2 separate regions of the Hordeum vulgare genome follow, and region 2 is linked to region 1. A link is a contact called in public Hi-C data. All regions are on one chromosome and are shown on one strand. Each heading gives the region's core, a stretch centred on a gene start, on an enhancer-like site or on the middle of the called end of the contact. The rest is flanking DNA. Distances are from core to core; before and after follow the strand shown. Region 1 holds the start of LOC123426617 (acetyl-coenzyme A synthetase, chloroplastic/glyoxysomal-like). Region 2 holds the start of LOC123426622 (chloroplastic import inner membrane translocase subunit HP30-2-like).

Region 1 (6,302 bases), core at 1,178-3,677:
ATTAGTTGCATCGGTTTGAGTTCTCCATGGTGATATGTAGAAGTGAAAAGTTGACAAGCTTATTACTCTTGGGTGCTTGGTACCCTAGAGCTTGTTCTTCTTGGGTGCTTTGGCATCCTAGAAGCTTGGTGGTGCCTCAGAGCTCAATTATTATGGTTAAAGCTCTAGGCAAGCGTCAGGGTCTCTAATTAGGTTGTGGAGATTGTCCCGAGCATTTGGGGTCATCTAGAAGCCACAATCCATTATGGTGAAGCTCCGTGGTGTTCTTGGGAGCCTCCAATTAAGTCGTGAAGATTGCCCCAACCTTGTTTGTACGGGTTTGGTGACCACCTCAAGGGTCCCTTAGTTGAATCACAACATCTCGCATTGTGCGAGGGCGTGGGGAGATTACGGTGGCCCTAGTGGCTTCTTGGGGAGCATTATGCCTCCACACCGCTCCAAACGGATATTAGCATCCGCAAGGGTGTGAACTTTGGGATACATCGTCGTCTCTGCGTGCCTCGGTTATCTCTTACCCGAGCCCTATACTTATGCACTTTACTTTGTGATAGCCATATTATTTCTTGTTATATATCTTGCTATCACTTAGTTGTTTATCTTGCTTAGCATAAGTTATTGGTGCACATAAGTGAGTCTAGTTGTTTTAGGTTTTGTGCTTGACAAATTAAATGTTTGTTTTATTCCGTATTTGTTCAAGCCTAAACAGTAGTTACTTTAAATATCCTATTCACCCCCTATAGGCAACATCCACGTCCTTTTACCAGGCCCAAGCGATGCACATCGAGTGCGCATGGGTGGGGCCCTTGCACCAGAGGTGGCCGGAGGGATGCGAACTGTGTACGTACTTCTTCTTCTACCTCTACTAAGCTCATCCCTAATCTCCTTCTTCCTTCTCCCTTCTAATCTACACAACGGTGTTCCGGTTCGAGATAAGCCCTGCACAAAAAAGATGCACATTGATGTTATGGTTCCATTTTTACGATCAGTTTGTAGTTTCATCAACCGTAAATGCTCAATTTCATGTTCAGGTTTGGAGCTATTTTGGACGAATTTTGTCAAATTCCTCATGCATGGTAGACCATTTGAAATTTCCTTTGACCGACAACTTCATCTTGCAGTTCCATATGACATTCGTGTTGCAATTTTCCTATTTCGACGATCCTACTGTACCGACGCCGTCATTACGCGCACACCATATTTCTTCTCCTTTGTCCTATATGTCTGGGAGTCCTCCTATTCGTCCCTTTCGACGCTGGCACCGTTCCTCTTAACCTCATTGCCCACATCCTAGTACAATGGAGTCGTCTCTGGCGTCGATCATCTTGGTCTCCTCTCTCTCGTTCTACTGCACTGATGACGCTGCCATGAAGCGAGCACTACATTTCTTCTATCTGTCCATTGTCTCCATGCAGACTTTCTTTGCCACCGATGAGGTCGCTGGCGCATGACTCCGTGAACGCCGTGCGGGACATGGAGCCACAACCACTGTCCACCGCAGTCGCCATGGTCCGACATGCATTGCATTTCTCCTCCCACATCCTCTGCCTCGCGCGCTCCTTCGCATGGACTTTTTCCCCCGACGGCGACGCTAGCAAGTAGTTTGTCGGGTCGCGATAAGAACGCTCGTCCGAGACTCCGTGCTCGTCATGTCGGACACGACGTCACAGTCACCATCCACCGCAGTCGATATGGTCCGACACACATTGCATTTCTCCTTCCCCGTCTGTTGCCTCATCGCTCCTCCGCACGGAGTTTCTCTGCGGCGGCGACACAAGCAACTAGTTTGCCGCGGCGTTCGCAGGAACGCTAGCACGAGACTCCTTGCGCGTCATGTCGGATGCGGCGCCGCGGTCACCGTCCACCATAGTCACGAGGCACGGTGTAAATGTGTGTGTTAAGTGTAAGTGTTAGCTCTTAATCATATCTCACGTATACAACCAAATACCGTGTAGTAGTGTGACTTGAATCAATGCAGGCAACCAAACGCTATGTCAAAATTACTCATTTAATACGAAAGGTCTAAATGCAGACAACCAAACAATATACAGATGTTAGTTTTTCACATACATTTCGACAACCAGCCTCCGCTGAGCCAGGCTTCGTTGAGCTAGGCTGCACTAGAACGGCTGTCAAACTAGTAAGTTGCAGAGCGTGTGTGCGTGCATGGTGAGTGTATGTGTGCATGTGAGCATTATAATGTGTTTTGCAAAAATTAAAGGAATTTAAAAATTGGCGAGCGATTGTGAATTTATTAAGTTAAAAATACATTTCCCCTAAAAATAAGTTAAATACATTCAAATTGTTCTTTCCGCAAAAACTACTCGAAACCACCGGACGATTGCGAACGGCGATGCAAACCAGGCAGAGCGGTGAGCCGTCCGCCCGTCTGTTCTGTTCCAACGGTGGAGAGACGGGTCAAAAAGAGTGACGATTCTCCCTCACAGACACCTAGCTTCTCGACCCCCCACGCTGCCACGCAGAGCATCCAGACGTCCTCGCCCGGCGCGCGGCTCCCTCTTCCCCCCTTCCGCTCCGGTAGCCGGCGCCGACGAATCCATAGACAGTAGTAGCTGTAGAGTAGCAGCAAGAGCACTCTACAACTCCGTCCCACCAGAAAAAGGCGCACCAACCAGACTAGACACAAGAGGCATCGACGGTTCCACCTTCCGCCCGCCCGCCCCACCTGCCTGCTGATTTAGCTCCTCCACCAGAACGCGCCCCGAAAGTCAGAATTTTTTTGGCCCACGGTGGCGAGCAGTTAAGGAGGTGGTGTGGTGAGCCGTGGCCGTCAGGCCACGAGGCCGTCAATGGCCCAGTATATATACGCCACCACCGCCCGCTGCTGCTGCAGCTCCGCACGCGCCCACCGCGCGATCCCACTCCAGGCTCCCGCGCTAGCCCCCTCGTCGTCTCGATCGCCGCTCCGGTGGGGCTCGGCCATGGGCGCGAGCGATCGCCTGGCGGTGGCCGCCGCCAAGCCGCGGCACGCTGCGCCGTGCGCGGCGACCGTGCTGGGCGAGCCGCTGCCGGCGTCCGACGACCACGGCCTCGTCCACCCCAGCGCCGACTTCGCCGCCCAGGCCCTTGTCTCCTCTCCGCAGCAGGTCTCCATTCTTTTTCCACTTTCCATTTCGATTATGTTGATCCGCCCCCAGACGGGCGCCGTACGTTCGAAGTCCTTCCGTTTCGAGGCGCGTAGTATGCGGCTAGTTGTGTGATCCATCGCTACCCACTCACGGCATCAGATAAGGCAGATAGGGACTGACTGGACATAAGGAGAGTTAGGATTGGTGAATTCGGAGCGTGGGTTAATTCCCATTTTCCTAGGGTCTGTGAATTGACTACTGAGTACTGACTACCGAGTAGAACATTCCCTGACTCTGTAGTATTTGATTTGTGGCGGATATGATGACTGATCATGGTGTTTTTCTCAATGACTGGCAACCAGTACCGGGAGATGTATCAGCGGTCGATTGATGATCCTGCCGGGTTCTGGTCAGAAATAGCTGAAACATTCTACTGGAAGCAGAAGTGGAGCCCTGACGAAGTCTGTACTGAGAACCTTGATGTCACAAAGGGGCCGATCAAGATCGAAGTAAGCTTATGCCTAAGTGTGGTGTTTGCTCTCGATCCTGACTTGTTTGTGATGGGAGGACAGAGTGACGTTGAACGTCGTTGGTATTTTCGCAGTGGTTTAAAGGGGGCAAAACTAACATCTGCCACAATGCCGTGGACCGCTACGTGGAGGCCGGGGACGGTGCGAAGATTGCGATGTATTGGGAGGGGAATGAGCCTGATCAGGACGGGAAGCTCACATACTCAGAGCTCTTGGATAAGGTTTGCCAGGTAAATATGCTGTTATGGTGAAACAATTGCATGTAACATGTCCTGATGTATGCAGACATGGTTTAATTGTTTTGGGGTGCTTTCTTGCAGCTGGCCAATTATTTGAAGAGTGTCGGGGTTGAAAAAGGTGATGCTGTGGTGATCTACTTGCCGATGCTCATGGAGCTGCCTATTGCAATGCTTGCATGCGCCCGCATTGGTGCTGTTCACTCTGTAAGTTTTACCCCAGTTTGCACTTCCAGTTATTCTGATTTACCCTATGCATGTTGCCATGTTACGACGCTGGATTATATTCAGGTCGTGTTTGCTGGCTTCTCTGCCGATGCAATAGCCCAGAGGATCACTGACTGCAAGCCTAAGGTTGTGATTACATGCAATGCTGTGAAGAGGGGGCTGAAACTCATCCCTCTCAAAGATATAGTAGATGCGTCTCTGGTTGAAAGTTCAAAAAATGGTGTCACAGTAGGTATGACCACCAGCTATTTTATTCTTTCCAGGCAGTCTAACTTGCTACCTTCTCGATACATGTTATTTTTGCATTGTTTTCACCTACATATGTCCACACTGTACATACAAAGGTTTACCGTGATACCAAATGTTTATCCGAAAATGTATACATAGATGCAATTTGAATTCCATTTTTTTAATCCGAAAAGATCTGGTACATGTGCAATGTTGAATGTAGTGTGCCTGCAAACTATGGTACAAAAATATGTCCATTTCTTTCCTACAATAAAAACACGTAATTGTGTACTTTATAGTACCTATTTTAGACTCTAAAACTTTCTGCAGCACGCAAAGAGTCACTTTTTTGCCCAACATCTCACATTGAACATTTGCAAACAAAAAATTGGATTTCGAAAACTCGAAGTGTGACTGAAAATAAAATGAAATTGTCATATGTGTGCGTGCCCAGGTGCAGGGCAAAAGCACTCACTTGTATCCCTCAGATACTTTGGTGGTTGCCACTTTTTCACATCTTTTTGGCTTAGCCTCTTAGATTAGGGTATATTAAAACATTAAGTCTTGCTGTTCTTCATTGATGCCTTATGCACTGTCTGAACTCGAAAGTGCCAGTATACTCTTGATGATGGATATTACTTATTCTGGGAAAATATTGTATTGAATGATCATATGTATAGAATTGGTTTAGAGAAATCTAGTCCAAAGTCTGAAGTTTTCTCATCTTCAGTGCTTCTTTTGCCGAGCAGGCATTTGTTTGACATATGAAAATCAGCTGGCCATGAAGAAAGAGGACACACAATGGATAGCTGGAAGAGATGTTTGGTGGCAGGTATATCCAAACTAAACAAGTTCAACAATTTCTATGTAATATCAGATTTGTTAAACACAGAACATTCCGGAGACTTCTTTATCAATCGGGAGATCACCTTTCAACCTTTTCGTTTTGTGTTGTATACTACAAGTATGCGAGTTGTTTCTCAATACGAGATGATGTGCCCCCAGGATGTTGTGCCCAATTTCCCTACTAGATGTGATGTGGAATGGGTTGATGCAGAGGATCCATTGTTTCTTCTGTACACTAGTGGCAGCACAGGAAAACCAAAGGTACCCTTAACCCCGTAGTCTATTGTATATCCCCTGGATATAAAATAAAGATATTGTGAAGTGTGCAGGGTGTATTGCATACAACGGGGGGCTATATGGTATATGCCGCAACAACATTTAAACATGCATTTGATCACAAACCAACAGACATATACTGGTAAGGTGAAAATTTTGGGGGGTCTTCAGGGGGCATAAATTTGGTCTCAATATTATGGAAGCTGTGTTTTCTTACTGTACTTTCTCTGCTTCACTTACATCAGGTGCACTGCAGACTGTGGCTGGATTACTGGACATAGTTATGTGACTTATGGTCCTCTCCTGAATGGAGCCACAGTTCTCGTTTATGAAGGGGTAATTTAAGAGGAAAACTAGTTCATATGTTATAAAGTCATGATCTAAGGGTGACCCATTGCTTTTGACACTTGTTTAGATTGGACTATGCTTGTAACTTATTTGTTGAATGCAACTTGTAGGCTCCAAACTACCCTGATCCTGGTCGGTGTTGGGACATCGTTGACAAATACAAAGTGACAATATTTTATACTGCACCAACACTTATCCGTTCACTTATGCGTGATGGTTCCGTGGTATGCTGTTTTTTTTCCCTGATGTGCTCATTTGAACATTTATGCTCGTCATCAGTTAAGTGGTGCAGCGAGGCAGCACTTCATTTCCTCACAAAATGATTTTTTTGATCTACTGGGAAGATTTTCTACCATATAGTATTCCTTTATGTTGCAAAATAATGGTGCAACAACATATGCTCCAGAGCGAAATCTCTAATAATGTCCGTGTGTTTATGATTGGGTTTAGTTTAATTAGTTAATTTTGTCCCACACATATATCTCTTGTATATATTCCATTTGTTTTTATGATATATTTTGCAG
Region 2 (7,030 bases), core at 1,031-3,530, 210 kb after region 1:
GGATGAAGGGTGTGATATCACCTTCCGTTTTCCTTGTATTATGTTTTACTATTTGCTGAAGTCCTTAGAATATCAAGTTTATCTTACAATATGCCATTGTTTTCAGAAGATAATCATGAACACACTAGAGAAACCGTATGAAATCAATCATGTAGAAAATAGGTATCGGTTAATGGTGGGAATCACTTCAGAGACCCTGAAGTTGCTTCGGCAATTACCAAATTTTAGGGTGGTAAAAGGCAACCAAAATGGAAATAAAGTGGCACATTCTCTGGCTTGATTCTGTAGGGAAGAGTCGAGTTGTGATGTTTTGCTGAGTTCAATCTCACCCTGCGTGTAAGCGGTTGTCCAGCATGATTGTAAGGGTATTATTTGCTCTTAGTTAATACAACACCATTACAATAATTAGTTATCAATTACCTAACAAAGTACACTCTGATTTGTTCGTCATGCACAAATAGTGACATATAAGTCTGGAAACATGTTATTTTTACAGCTTCAAATGGATCCAGCTAGTGGTCGTAATGGTATGTTCCCCCTTTACATTCTAGAGAGAAAGAGAGAGAGAGAGAGAGAGAAAGATTGCATTTTTATCCATTAATTCGACCCCAGTTGCACAATTTTACTGTGGTTTGAAAATAATTGTGCATGTCGCTGGGTCATGCCATGAAACTTCGTGATTTTCAGCACTTAACAGGCTGACACGATCAACTAGCTTACACCTTAGGCCCACTCATAGAGGTGCCTATTGCCACATTGGTTTTAGATACCACATTTGCTTTATTTTATTCAGCCTAGGCAATGCCACTGATTGGTTAATTTTCTCAAAATATAATACTAGGCTTCCATATTGAGGAAACATATATACAATTTGTATGCAAGAACATATTGCGGTGTTGCAGTTATATTGGTCTTTTCACTTAGGTTTTGGGGTTCCATTTAACTACTAGTATTTTGGAACCAAACATTCCTTATATCAGGTAGAACAAATACTCTTTGGAACCAAACATTCCTTATATCCTAGCCAGCTGATATGCAACTGACCAATAGCTAAGAAATAAAAGGAGAGCATCTTATGTGAACAGAATAAGATGCACCTATTCTATCAAATGTGTTGTTGGCTTCCTGTTACTTGCAAATATTCACATAACAAGAAACAAGAACTTATGAACCCTCACCTGCCCTGGAGATCCTCCACTCCTCGTACCCTTCTCATAACACAAGATATGCCTGCATTTGCACCAGTCATGACTGCAAAATTTCGAGCTTGCACCAGTGGCCCGCCTGCCAAAGCCTATAATAATTGAAAAAAGATACCGTTAACCTGAAGGATTAGAGGATGATTGGATTTGCATCAACCAGGATAATGTTGTACTTAGTACATGATCGATAGAATGTACATGATCGATAGAATGTAATCGTTGCCTCTGCATGTTCTTAGTTTCTAGTATATGTCAGACAGCCTTGAGGACCAATAAAGACTTTGCTGCACTAAAACTAAAGGAAGAGTGATGATTGCTTTAAGAAACGAGAAAGGAAAAGTAATTGATGTCTACGAAAAGGAAAAGACATCACATGCGTACTAGCTATCTCGATTTGATTTTAACAAAGTTGGTCCGATTCCAAATGACAAATCCAGTCTTAAGTCGAACAAAAGAACCTTGACACTCGACGTTTCAAGTATTGTGTGAACAAGGGACCAATTGCTTTATGTTGTAAGTAAATATCCCAGAAAATAAACCGAAAATGATGGTCTCCATCTAAATCTGTAACGAAAGGACTGGTATACATGGGCGAGGAGGAGACCTGCGCTTGCTTGAAGGTGGCCATGGCCTTGGGGTCGAGACCGGGAGGCGGCTGCGGCACGGGGAGCCCCGCCCCTCCTTCGGGCGCGAACGTGCCCATGAGCCCGCCGAGCGCGCCGCCCTGCACAGCCCCGAACGCCGTGGTGACGGCGGCCTCGATGTGGGTGGGCTGCTTCGCCATCCACTCGCGCACCCCGACCTCCAGCGACCTGAAGCGGTCGGTCAGCTCGGCCAGCGGGTTGGCCCCGCCCCGCGACGCGGACTGCGCTGCCGTAGTGGACGAGGAGGCCATCACCACCAGCGGGCGCCTCTTCTGCCCCATCCCTTCCATCCCGCCGTTCAGGTGTTTCGATGTGTTGGGGTAGGGGAGGAGGAAGAGGAGGAAGAGATAGGCGGAGCTCCTCGATTGGTTGTTTATTATCCCCTCCCCTCGGATGCTCCGCTAATATTTCTCTTCAGTTGCTGCCTCCAGGGTTCCACCACCAACCCCAAACCCCTCTCGTGTATCATATGGGCCGGCGCTTCGTCGAGATCTGCGTAAAACACAAGTACATTAAGCCCACATGATCTTTGTATTATCCATGTAAGCTCGTAAAGCCTATGAAACAACTAGTTAGCCAGCACTCGAGCCTCCCAACAATCACTCTCGCGCGTCGTCACTTGATGCGTTCTTAGCCATCGCCACGTGTCGTGTTCTGAGCGTTCTGTTCGTATTTTACTTTTTTTATTTTTTAGTACGTGTTTTTGATTTTTTAGATTAATTTTTTCCGCATGGCCGTGCCTTTCGAAAAGAGAAAAAAAACGCATTTTTTGCTCTCTTTTCTCGCGAGAGACACGGCCGTGCCTCTCGGAAAGGGGGAAAACCCATTTTCTGCTCTCTCTCTCTCTCTTTTTGCGAGAGACACGGTTTTGTTATCGTGAGAGGCACGATCAGAAAAGGGGAAAACGCGTTTTCTGTTCTTTTTTCTGCCAGAGGCACGGTTTTGCTATCCGTGCCTCTCGAAAATAAAAAACGTGTTTTTTGCTTTCTCACTTTCTTTTTTTCATGAGAGGCACGATTTTGCTTCCGCGAGAGACACGGTTTTGCTATCGCGAGAGGCACACCCGTGCCTTTCGGAAAGGAGAAAAACGTTTTTCTGTTCTTTCTTTTTTCCGTGAGAGAGACGGTTTTGCTTTCGCGAGAGGCACGATTTTGTTATCGCGAGAGGCACGGCAGTTGTTTTGTCCGGTTTTTTCGTGAAAAAAAAGTTTGTCAAAACTTATCAACATGGGATCTAGTTTTAAAAATCTCAACGCGATAAACCCAACGGTGAAAACAGTTCAGGATTTGAACGCATGGTTTAGAAAATAAAACATTTTTAAAATATGAATCTAAGAAAAAAGGAAAAACTTCCAGGTTGCGATAAATGGCACGCATATAGTGCGCCACTTGTCACAATCTAGGAAGATGGGATTAATCGTTGAAAGGTATATTCCTCAACTACTCCCTGTGTCTCAGTTTACAAGTCCGACACATATATCTAGATCGTCAATTTGACCAATTTAATAAGAGTCATATATAACAAATAATATACCCCCTCCGTCCCAAAATAAGTGACTCAAAATTGACTTAAATTTACACTAACTTTAGTACAAAGTTGAGTCATTTTTGAGTCACTTATTTTGGGACGGAGAAAGTATATTATTATAAACTTTAGATGTATTATTTTCTAATGGTATAATTTTTATATTAAACAGTATATTTTATATAAGTTAAATTGATGATCTAGGTATACGTGCATATCTTTTAAACTGTGACGGAGGAAGTAGTGATTTGGAAAGCCTATTTACTACAATGCTCGGCTCTCGTGTGTTCTGAAGCCGGTAGTGGCCCATGACCGGGTTTGTGGATGTAGCTCTTGCTTGTTCTCTATGGTTTTGAGAACTTCTATTTAGCCTTATTTTAGGAAGGTTCTGTATGACATTTTTCCTTTTCTTTCTAGGATGTGCTACGCGTCGGTCGGCTGGTCGTGAGCCGTCAGATTTGTTACATTGCACGAGCCGAGTACGCCTTCATCACTGCAGGTCTGCAGCACAGGTCGTCGTAGAATTATTTTTATAACATAGATCTTGTTGTAAATTTTTTTTGCAACAACTGTTTTGTTGCGGCTTTTTTTAAAACGGAGGGTTTGTTGTAATTTTTTTACAATTGAGATCTTGCAGTAAAAAATAATCCATAATAAAGAGTTTGTTGCAGAACATAGACTCGTCATTGACTATTACAACATCATATATGTTTCACAAACATAGTCCATGTTGAAAAATCCTATGTGAGGCATCATTTGAATGCGTGTCATATAAGGGAAGTGGTGTACGCGGCCATCGTGATCCGTCGGGTGATGGTTAGCTTTTTCCTTTTGTTTATTTGTTTTTTAGTTTTATCTGTTTCCTTTTGAGATTTTATTTTTATTTTTTATTTTCACCTTCGCCTTTTCTTGTTTCTCCTCCTAATCTATTTTATCTTTTATCGTTGGGGATCATAGTAATAATTCAAAAAAATCCTACGTCACACCAAGATCAAACTAGGAGAAACCAGCAACGAGAGAGGTAGAGCATCTTCATACCATTGAAGATCGCAAAGCGGAAGCGTTACTATAAACGCGGTCGATGGAGTTGTACTCGCGGCGATCTACTCATGAGAAGTCTCTAGTCGCTACTTACTCCTCTCATATTGTTGATGATACTTGTACATCTAACCCTATCTCTTTTGAAGTATCAACATTGAAGGAGAATGTTGAGCTACGTGCTCAACTTGATTTACTAACTAGCAATTATGGGAAGTTGGAAGAAAACCATGTAATGCTCACAAGCTCTCATGCCGATCTTCTAACATCCCATAATGTGCAAAAGTTAGCTCATGAGGCTATCATCACCAAGGTAACATCAAGTGAGCCTCATGTGGACAATGGCACTACTTCTAGTCAAAGTACTATATTTCCATGTGCTAGTCCTCGTAATTCGTCTACTAATAATGTTGCTACCTCGTGTGATGAATTACTTTCCTTGCCTTGTTGCTCTAACATTAAAGCTTACACTTCCTCTAGTACTTGCATTGATACTAACCGTGCAGAGGAAATAGAAGAACTAAAGGCCCAAGTCACTTCTTTGAAGAAAGACTTGGAACAGTGTCATGAAGGGATGTCCACACTCAACAACGTCCTGTGTGAGAAAACATCTCCGAATGACAAAAATGATGTTGAAGTAAACTCAAACAAGAACAAGAGGGGCCTAGAACAAGTCAATAATTCGGCCAAAATCATTTGCTTCAAGTGCAAAGTTAAAGGGCACCATGTTAGATCTTGCCCTCTGAAGACGAAGTCTCAAAGTCACAAGCAACAAGGGAAGCGGCCACAAACTCAATCACATATTCAGCTACAAGTTGAAGGAAGGCCTCTTCCCAATAAGACCCAAGCCAACACTCCCCGAGGTGAGAAATCAACTGGGAAGAAAGCAAAGGGTAGATGTTGCTACTTATGTCGTGAGAAGGGTCACGTCGCTTCGTCTTGCACAAGAGGTAACTTATCAAACCCAATCACTATTGATGATACCTATTCCCTTGGGAAGGATAAGGTTGGCAATGTGTTTGCCAAGTTTGTTGGTACTCAAAATGGTGTCAAGAAAAGAACCATTTGGGTTTCCAAGCCTATTGTGATTAACCTCTTAGGACCCAACGTAGTTGGGGACCAACAAGCTCAAACTTGATCAATAGGTGACTATGGAGGACATTAGAGACTTGGATACATAATGAAGAATTAAGGGGTCTTCATCATTCATATTATCTCAAGCCAAGTCATTTGGATTATCAAGTTTCTATCTTATATCCAATGAGCCTCCTTACGGTAACTTATACTTAAATTGTTTACATTGTTAGGTGCTTGCCCCTTTGCATGTTGTGGTTTTGTACCTTGCATGCGTTTGTATATGTTGTGCTTCCAACTTGCTTATCTTGAGTAATCGAGTATGGGTATGTTGGTTTGCATATCATGTACATGTGAGTCTTGTTTTGAGCCTTTTTGCATCTTGTTTATTTTTTTTTGTTGGCTCTTGTGAGAGATTAATGTATTATCCCATTGTGGGGGAGTGATGTGCTTTGCACACCTCACAATCCTATAAATGTGTATACATGGGGAATACCACTTAGTTTTGATACTTCAAGATTATCTAGTTTCTATGTGGTATGTCTTACTCATGAGGAATTCAAATTCTATATGGTCCATTAAGTATCTCTTGTTGGTTTTAATCTGCCACTTGTTAATGTTGTTGGTTTATCACATTATGGGGGAGTAATATGCTATGTGCATATTACAAACCTAGAAAATGTGTACATTTGACGTGTTGCCACTTAGTGTTGATATTGTAAATTATCTTGTTCCTAGGTGGCATGTTAGCTCTACAAGTGTCATTTGCTTGCGTTTTATGGGTAAAGATGATCCTGGATATATTTGTGATCTACCAATGAGTATCACTTCAAAAATACTTCTTGTCCTTGACAATTGGTATTCCCATCATGTGATAGGAATTGCTAATCATCTTTACATTGGATTTTGTGTGTCGTTTGTCTTCCTTGCCTCTTATGAATCTATTTTAACATGTCTAGTATTTTTATAGATATAGAGAAAGTGATGATCCCATCGTGTGCGTTTTGTATTCAAATGCAAATTCTATATAATGCATGTCCCTTGGGGGAGCTATCCTATTTTCTTTAGAACACTTTCTTTATTCACCCATCATAAAATATTTATATCCCCATCAAGTATGTGTTGATGGGAGGCAAGTCTTGCTCTTTATGATGCTTTGTGCCATCATGAAAATTCGTCGAGGGCTTGGTTTGTTGGAACCTAGCTCTCTTTTGGAAACTAGATACCTCGTGTTTGTTTTCCTTCAATTGGTTTCTTGTTGCCTTCTATTTGGCATGTGTCAATGGATATCTCATTCCTTGAGGTATCTTTTAATTGATATCCTTCAAGTGATAGTTCTTTTGTTTTAGGATCTTATTATCACTTGATACCTTGTCTTTTGGTGACTTATCAACTTTGTGTTGAGTTGATTCTTGAGAAGTCCTGAGCATGCGTATCTAGCTACTATATACAACTTCTTTTGCTTGCTTTCCTTCTTTGACCCGATATATAGGAGAAACTCCAACTTGTCATAAATTGGCTAAAGTGTGCATGAAATTCAAATTCATA

Evidence for each region. Hi-C and Micro-C count contacts between places; a contact is called where the count stands out from the background.
Region 2: a contact with region 1 is called in a Hi-C map of leaf, with 6 times the contacts expected there. The contact joins the promoter of LOC123426622 here to the promoter of LOC123426617 in region 1. A contact is called at or near these places in 2 of 6 Hi-C or Micro-C datasets (leaf and seedling).

Annotation. Positions count from the first base shown.
Region 1 is chr2H:453,504,695-453,510,996 of MorexV3_pseudomolecules_assembly, forward strand. It overlaps LOC123426617 (acetyl-coenzyme A synthetase, chloroplastic/glyoxysomal-like), which reads left to right and starts at 2,428. Exons shown (of 18, transcript XM_045110480.1): 1 at 2,428-3,104; 2 at 3,449-3,595; 3 at 3,691-3,846; 4 at 3,937-4,059; 5 at 4,144-4,312; 6 at 5,058-5,140; 7 at 5,314-5,415; 8 at 5,484-5,572; 9 at 5,676-5,766; 10 at 5,889-6,002. The coding sequence starts at 2,808.
Region 2 is chr2H:453,711,023-453,718,052 of MorexV3_pseudomolecules_assembly, forward strand. It overlaps LOC123426622 (chloroplastic import inner membrane translocase subunit HP30-2-like), which reads right to left and starts at 2,281. Exons shown (of 6, transcript XM_045110483.1): 1 at 1,807-2,281; 2 at 1,179-1,294. The coding sequence starts at 2,136.